Regions from separate parts of the Mus musculus genome. Here region 2 is linked to region 1. Evidence: chromatin contacts called from public HiChIP or PLAC-seq data. All regions are on one chromosome and are shown on one strand. The core of a region is the stretch at or near the end of the contact, and the rest is flanking DNA. Distances in the headings are between cores, read along the strand shown.

Evidence for each region. HiChIP or PLAC-seq counts read pairs in DNA pulled down with a chosen protein or histone mark.
Region 2: an H3K27ac HiChIP or PLAC-seq map of acute myeloid leukemia shows a contact between it and region 1, with 6 times the contacts expected there. The contact joins two enhancer-like sites. A contact is called at or near these places in 1 of 484 Hi-C or Micro-C datasets (cranial neural crest), 7 of 115 datasets of contacts at active chromatin or transcription factors (acute myeloid leukemia, craniofacial prominence, differentiating embryonic stem cells and 4 more) and 1 of 9 other capture datasets (liver).

What each region holds. Positions count from the first base shown.
Region 1 is chr2:33,845,157-33,848,720 of GRCm38.p6, forward strand. The region is part of intron 2 of Mvb12b (multivesicular body subunit 12B); the gene reads right to left. Among named protein-coding and RNA genes, the nearest start is that of Mvb12b, 41 kb to the right of the region's middle. Within about 2 kb of position 2,230, at least 76 of the 459 cell types and tissues checked have an H3K27ac peak or open chromatin away from gene starts, as enhancers often do. A contact at or near this core is called in acute myeloid leukemia, where this site is marked.
Region 2 is chr2:34,625,805-34,629,300 of GRCm38.p6, forward strand. No RefSeq gene overlaps it. Among named protein-coding and RNA genes, the nearest start is that of Gm34372, 12 kb to the right of the region's middle. Within about 2 kb of position 2,002, at least 54 of the 459 cell types and tissues checked have an H3K27ac peak or open chromatin away from gene starts, as enhancers often do. A contact at or near this core is called in acute myeloid leukemia, where this site is marked.

The sequences.
Region 1 (3,564 bases), core at 980-3,479:
CACACACACACTCTCTCTCTCTCTCTCTCTCACACTCACACACACACACTCACACTCTCACACACACACACACTCTCTCTCTCTCTCTCACTCACTCACTCAAGGAGTTTAGAGGGAGAGGGAGAGGGAGAGGGGGAGGGGGGAGGGGTGCTCCACAGTGAGGTGACTTTGGTACCAAAGCCTGAGAACACACAATGTCCCAGGTGCTAGGAGTTCTGCTTGCAGGCAGACTCTGAGAACATGGTGAGTTGTCCCTTGTCCCTTCACTGAGGATGCCTGGCTTCTGAGGGCTGCTGAGGGAGAAGGGTCCCACAGACCACATGAGGCACATTCATCACAGGGAAGGACACATGATAAACACATAAATGAACAGGAGTTAATGCAATGCCTGACAGTACGTTTTTAGAAGGATAACTGACAGCAACTTGGAGAGAACGGGGAGGTGTGCTCTGCAGCAGCTCAGCCTGGCTTCTGGATGGGAAGAAAGTGACCTGGAGACCTGCAGGCAGGCAGGCAGGCAGGCAGCAGGCAGGCAGGCAGGCAGGCAGGCAGGCAGGCAGGCAGGCAGGGAGGGAGGGAGGGAGGCAGGCAGGCAGGCAGGCAGCAGGCAGGCAGCAGCAGGCAGGCAGGCAGGCAGGCAGGCAGCAGCAGGCAGGCAGGCAGGCAGGGAAGAATGGAGGAAGGGAGTCCCTCCTGGAGAAGATGGAGGAGCCAGGTGTGGGGACCAGTCTGTGTTTTCACTAGGGCTCTCTGTTCATAAAGACAAACAAGAGGAAGAAATTTCTTACAGGACAGAGACTGCTCACGGGGTCCAGTTTTGTGTTTTAACAGCTGTGGACAGAAGAGGAGCTAGAAACTAAAATGCAAAGCACTGTTTGGCTTTAACAGTGGAGGCTGAGGATATACAGAGATACACAAGGCTGGCTGGTGGCCACCTGCAGTGGCTCACTCAGCAGGGCAAGCGTGAGAACAGGAGTCTGGATCATCAGAAGCCAGGTAAAAGCCACAGAGATGTGGAACCCAGCCTGTTGCTCCAGCTCAGTGCATGGGAGGTGAGCTGGGGGAATCCCACAGCAAGCTGACTAGGCACAGGCCAAAATTGTGAGCCCCAGATTCTGTGAGAAACCCTGCTTCAATACATAAGGGGGAGAGCGATCAAAGAGGGCAGCAGAGCACATATGTATACACACTCATCCACACAGCACTCACACACAGAAACATGCAAACACACACACACACAAATTCATGCAAATAAATATATAACGACAGAGCATTTTAAACCGTTCCTTTGCTTTGCTAGTGTATGTCACTTTTTTTTTTTTTTGGTCAATGAACACTTACAGCTTTTATGGAAAAACAACAATTGTAAGCTTTACTTGATGAGGTGAGAAATTGAAAATCTGCTAGACTGCAACTTGAGAAAATCCTGTGAATGAACTGGGGCCCAGCTAAACATGTAGGATGCAGAGGGCCAGCTGAGGAGGAAGAGCAGTCTCCAGGGGACCTGCTCACACCTGCGGTTTCAGGAAGGCCCACCCACAACTCAAAGGTGAGTTTGGCAGACAGGGCAGTTGGAGGTGGAGGGGGGCAGGAAATTCTGCAGACATTCCAGGGGCAACTTCTGGCTGATGCTCTGAAGTTCAAAGGCTGCACAATGGCAGCTTGGCTCAGGCAGGCCTGCAGAAGCCTCACATCCTCTGTCAGACAAGGCTGAGCCGGCCTGAAGGCTGGGAGCTGAGGCGAGGCCCAGGTGAGATCAAGGGCAGGCTGTGCCCCTGGCTTGCATCATGGACTCCCGGCTGCTTTTGTGTCCATTCATAACTTTGATTTCTGCATGGAGAACTTAGGTCAGCCACAGGCCTTCTGCTGAAATGTCTAACATCTCTCAGAAATGAATGCCTGGCTCTGTCCTGAAGACTGGAGTTTCTGCCAGCCTCAGGGTGGGTTTCTCTCCCACAAGGCCCAGGACCCTCAGCCCTCCCATCCTTTGTGCCCTGGCTGCCTGCTCCCCTTGTTCTCTCCTCAGACATGTCTTCTCTACCCTGGCTCCTGCCAGCCCCTAACAGCTCCATGACAGAATGATCTTGTTGTCTGGGCTGCGGCGGAAGGACCCCCATCACACAGACCCTGTGAACTCAGCAGGCAGAACCAGGATTTCTGGAGTGAGTTGTAGCTGAGCTCAGGTCCTGACTCTGCTGCTCACAGACATTTCCCAGAGTCATACTGACTCATTCCACCCCATCAAAACGCGGAAATATGAATGAGTAGGCCCCATGGGATTATTGGTTAGGACCAAATAAAACACAGAAGATCACTTATCTACTACGAGATTCCCTGTCAGACCTGTTACAATACTGAAACAGACAGATAGGCAACATTGCAAGGGCATGGGCCCTGCTGGCCCTGAAACCTGGTATGATCACTGGAAATGGCAGGGTAGTTCCTCATGGTATCACCACAGGACTCAGCAGTTCCTCCTCTGAGTATATTCTCAAGAGAACTGAACACATGCACACACAACATGCTCATGAGGTAAGTCGCTGAACAGTGGAAACAACACAAATGTCCACTGTCAAACGGACATCGCGGAGTTACAGTGGAGTATCACTGGACCACGAGAAGGCAATGAAGCCCCAATATAACACGCCATAGAAGCACTATGCTAGGAAAAACAAGACAGTCACAAACCACACACTGTGGTTTGCTCTCCTACAATGTCCCAGAAGAGACAATCCTTAGAGATACAAAGGAAGGAAGTGGTCGCTGTCAGAGGGAGGGGAGCCAGGAACAAAGATCTATGATTAAATATTGGTAATTGTTGGGCAGCTCTGTGTATATTCTAAAATGGACTGAACAGTAATAAACCATAGAATATGAACTGTCAATAAAGCACTTAGCAGGAGACCTGGCACAGGGCACACACTCATCACCTCTGGCCCTCAATTCAAGGGTTCTATTTTATCCAGTGGATGCTTTCCCAAGCATCTAGCCCAAAGACTTAGTAATAATACGCACTCAGACATTTGCCAAATGGCAGAATTTTAAAACTGGAACATGGACAATGGCAAGATTGGTGTTTGGTATGGCAGAGGCCACCAGAGGCAGCTTTCCCCATGCAGAGCTTACGTGTCAGCTACAGTAGCCTCTCGGGCTGGGCAGAAGAGAAAGAAGCAGAGCCACAATCCCAGCAGAAACCCTGGAGGTGCAGCAGTGATCATGGCCCCGAGGAGGCCCTTCCTGGCAGGGAACTCAGGGACTAGGACTCAGGAGAGGAGAGGCTGCCAGAGAGAAAGGGCCTGGCCAGAAGTGTCTAGCTTTTACCACACCCAGGTGGCCAGGGCAGAGCTGGGCCCCAGGCCTCCACAGAGCTGTGGGAAATGGTCTGGTGGCCTAGAGAGGTCCTCACAGCTTATGAGCATGCAAAGGAGAACCAAAGGTGCTCTTGGTTCTGGAGCACCTGGGGACCCTAAGGGTGGAGGCAAAGACTACGCAATCAACAGCATAAAGACACTACTGTGGCCACCACAGAACAGGAACAACAAAATCAAGCAAAACTTGAAAACT
Region 2 (3,496 bases), core at 752-3,251, 780 kb after region 1:
GTTTCCCCTTTTGTAAAATGAAGGTGAAACTGGTTCCTTTCTAGGGTGCTTGTGAGGGTTCAATATGTTCGCTATTAAGAGTGGACCAAGTCACCTTTAATTCCATCACTTAGGAGGCAGGAGCGGGTGGATCCCTGGGGAGTTCAAGGTTAGCCTGGTCTACAGAGAGAATTCCAGGCCAGCCAAGGCTACGTATTGAGACCCTGTCTCAAAACAGAAAGGGAGATGGAGAGATGGTTCAATAGTTAAGAGGATTGATCACTCTTCCAGAGGACCCAAGGTTCTGTTCTCAGCACTCATATGGTAGCTCACAATTGTCGATGACTCCAGTTTCAGGGGATCTTGTGCCCCCTTCTGATCTCTTTGGATATCAGGCACACCTGTGATGCTCAGACATCCATGTAGACGCAACACCATACACATCAAGGGAAAACATTTTTTTAAGATGTATTTATTTTATATATGTGAGTACATTGTGATGCAGTCTTCAGACACACCCTCTGAAGAGGGCATCAGATCCCACTACAGATGGTTGTGAGCCACCATGTGGTTGCTGGGAATTGAACTCAGGACTTCTAGAAGAGCAGTCAGTGCTCTTAACCATTGAGCCACCTCTCCAGTCCCAAGGAAAAACATTTTTAAACCACCCATCCAAGTACCGCACAAATCATGGCATGCACAAGAGTCACACCACAGGGTGGGCATTAACCACCTTTGGAATTTTTGAGACTATTTTTATCACATTTTGTTCTATGGGTGGCAGGTACACACATGTGGAGGTCAGAGAACAATTTGGAGTTTGTTCTCCTTCAGCCATGAGTCCTATGCTCAAACTCAGGTCATGAGGCTTGGCAGAAAGTGCCTTTACCCTGGGAGCCATCTCATCACCCTGCCTTGGTGATGTCTACCAGTGCCCACCCTGGTCTGAATTTCACAGGCTGTAGGCTCACATTTCTATTTCACAAATCTTGGCCACCCCAAGCCAAGCCCTCCCACACTTTACAGATGAGGAAAGGAAAGCCACTCGTGGTCCTGGCCTGCTTTCCTTCTGTTGGTGTGATAAACACTGACCAAAAGCAGCTTGAGGAAAGAAAGGGTATGTTCATCTGTGAGTTCTAGGCCACAGTGCGTTGTGAGATAACCTGGAGGCAGGAGCTGATGCAGAGGCCAGACTGGCACCCAGGACCACCTACCCAGGAATGGCACCACCCTCAGTGGCCTGGTGCCTTTCACAATTATCAATCAGTGATGTCCCCAAGCTTGCCTGTAATCTGGACTGAGGAGAGCAATTCCTCAGTAGAGAATCCCTCTTCCCAAGTGACCAAACACACGTCCTGTCTATCCACCCATCTGCCCCCAGCCCACTGGCAGGCAGGGAGTGGGCAGCTGGGAGGCCCAAAGCACGAATATCTGTCTCCACCACACTCCTCGGAGAGCTGCAGAGCCCCTCTGGGGAGCGCTGTTTCTTGTGGACCCCCCCCCCATGCCAACAGTGCTCTCAGTGTGACGGGCAGGAGGGCTCCCATCGCAGTGGCTGCCGCTCACTCACCTCCTGATGAGACAAACACATGCTGAGGTCTGGAATCAGAAGTTAATGTGCCCATTTATTCATTTTTCTGACAAGTCACAATAGATTTTTAACTGCCAATGAGTAACCTCCCTAAGGTGCGGTGGCCGTGAGTGGTCATTTCCGCCCAACATCCCCTGCTGGCCGCCTCTCCTGGATCCAGGCCAGTTCTGCTCTCTTGTGCACCCCACCCAGCCTCCTCAAGGTTACCAGGAGATGGCTCCTGCAACGCAGCACACAGGACCCTACAGCCAGGGATCCAGTTGCCTGTAAGGTGGAGGATGCGAGAGGCTAACTTGTAGTGGAGTTCAGGCAAAGGAGGAAAAGAAAAGGCTAAGCTTGCCCCCTTCCCCACCCCCACCCCCGCTGTAGCCCAGGGAGCCAACTGAGGAACCCACAGAGGAAATTAACATCTACCTCCCTGTGCTGTGCTGAGCCCACACCCATGACTCAGCTCTCTGAACCCCTTGTCTGCACAAGCATAGCCACGTCCCACCGTCTGTGAAATGAACACAGTGATGTGCACGGGCCTGGCGTGTGCATTGGGGCACAGGTAAGAGGTAACTGTGCAGCCCAACCACGCACAGAACACACTGGCCACCCCGTCCCACCAGCAGGGCCTCCTCAGTGCAGGGCAGACCCTGTCTGAGCTTTGCCTCCAAGAGCCCCAGCCAGCAGCTGGCCCTGCTCTCTTCCACCACATCAGCTGAGCAGCCCCAGGCAGGCCTTGCATCTACACACAACTGCTGGGATCCGTGGGAAATACTGGAAAGCTAATTCTTTTTAAACAGATAAAATCCGTCTGTGGTACAGCCCCCAGCTTCCTGAAAGCTAAAAGTATTTTAATGTCATATTTCCATGCAAATTTTAGTTTAGAATTTAATACCCTTTTTAACATACATTAAATTTTTAGCATTCTTCAAGCCCTTGACTGTGTTAAGAACTTAACTGATGTGTGTTGGGGAAGAGGGAGAAAAAAAAAAAAAACAGCTGGAGGAAGCTGTAAATTAAGAAAGTTCTAGAAGCAAGGTTACCACAAATCTTTATGGCCACCTCCTTTGGGGTGATATTTTTCTGCATGAACCCTAGCATGCTGGGGAAGAGTTGGAAGACTGCAGTCCTCGTGGGGACATCGACTGTGACTGGTAGCTTCCCTGGGAGTGGAGGGTCCCCACAGGAGGCTAACAACATGGCTTTGCAGCTACACAGCAGGTCTCAGCGTTGCTGTGCCATTTGCTGCACGAGGCTCTTGCTTGCTTGGCTGTCACCTTACCTAAGGTTCAGGCACAGGACTGAGTAGAAAGGAAAAGAGAAATTTGGGGGTGCTGCATAGAATTGGGTGGTTGCCTTGTTCAGGGCCCAGGAGACAGCATAGGGTTCAGGACAACAGTGTCACCCACTTGCATTTAAAGAGCAGAGGAGGCCTTGGGCCACAGGAGCCATAAACGGGTCCAGATTCCATGGCCTGTGCAGCGTAGCTCCTGAAAGCCTTGGCACCAGCCTAGCAGGGCACATCTCCTGAGGACAGGAAGCTGCTAAGTGCCCAGCCAGATTCCTGGGAGTCCCAGCGTCTGAACAGGCAGCACGGCCAGGCCTAAGGGCCATATATGCCAGATCTTCTACAGGGCAGAGCTGCAGAAGCCTCAGCCAGCCCCAACCAGTATCTTTGTTATGACTTCCCCAGTTCCCAGGAGCCCAGATCCTAACAGACCTTGACTGTCAGCCAACAGGGACCCAGAGGATTGGCCCATGAGTTCTGACTCTTGGTCAGCAGCCTCCAGGAAAAACCCTAACATAGCAAGGAGAAGGTGAGGTGGGCCTCTTGACCCCTGGACTCAGAAGACCCAGGTATGGAGCCTTGCTGAGGGGCACTATGGCTGGGCCAGCCCTAGGTCACCATGCCAGGGTCCCTGGCTGAACCTGCCCTGA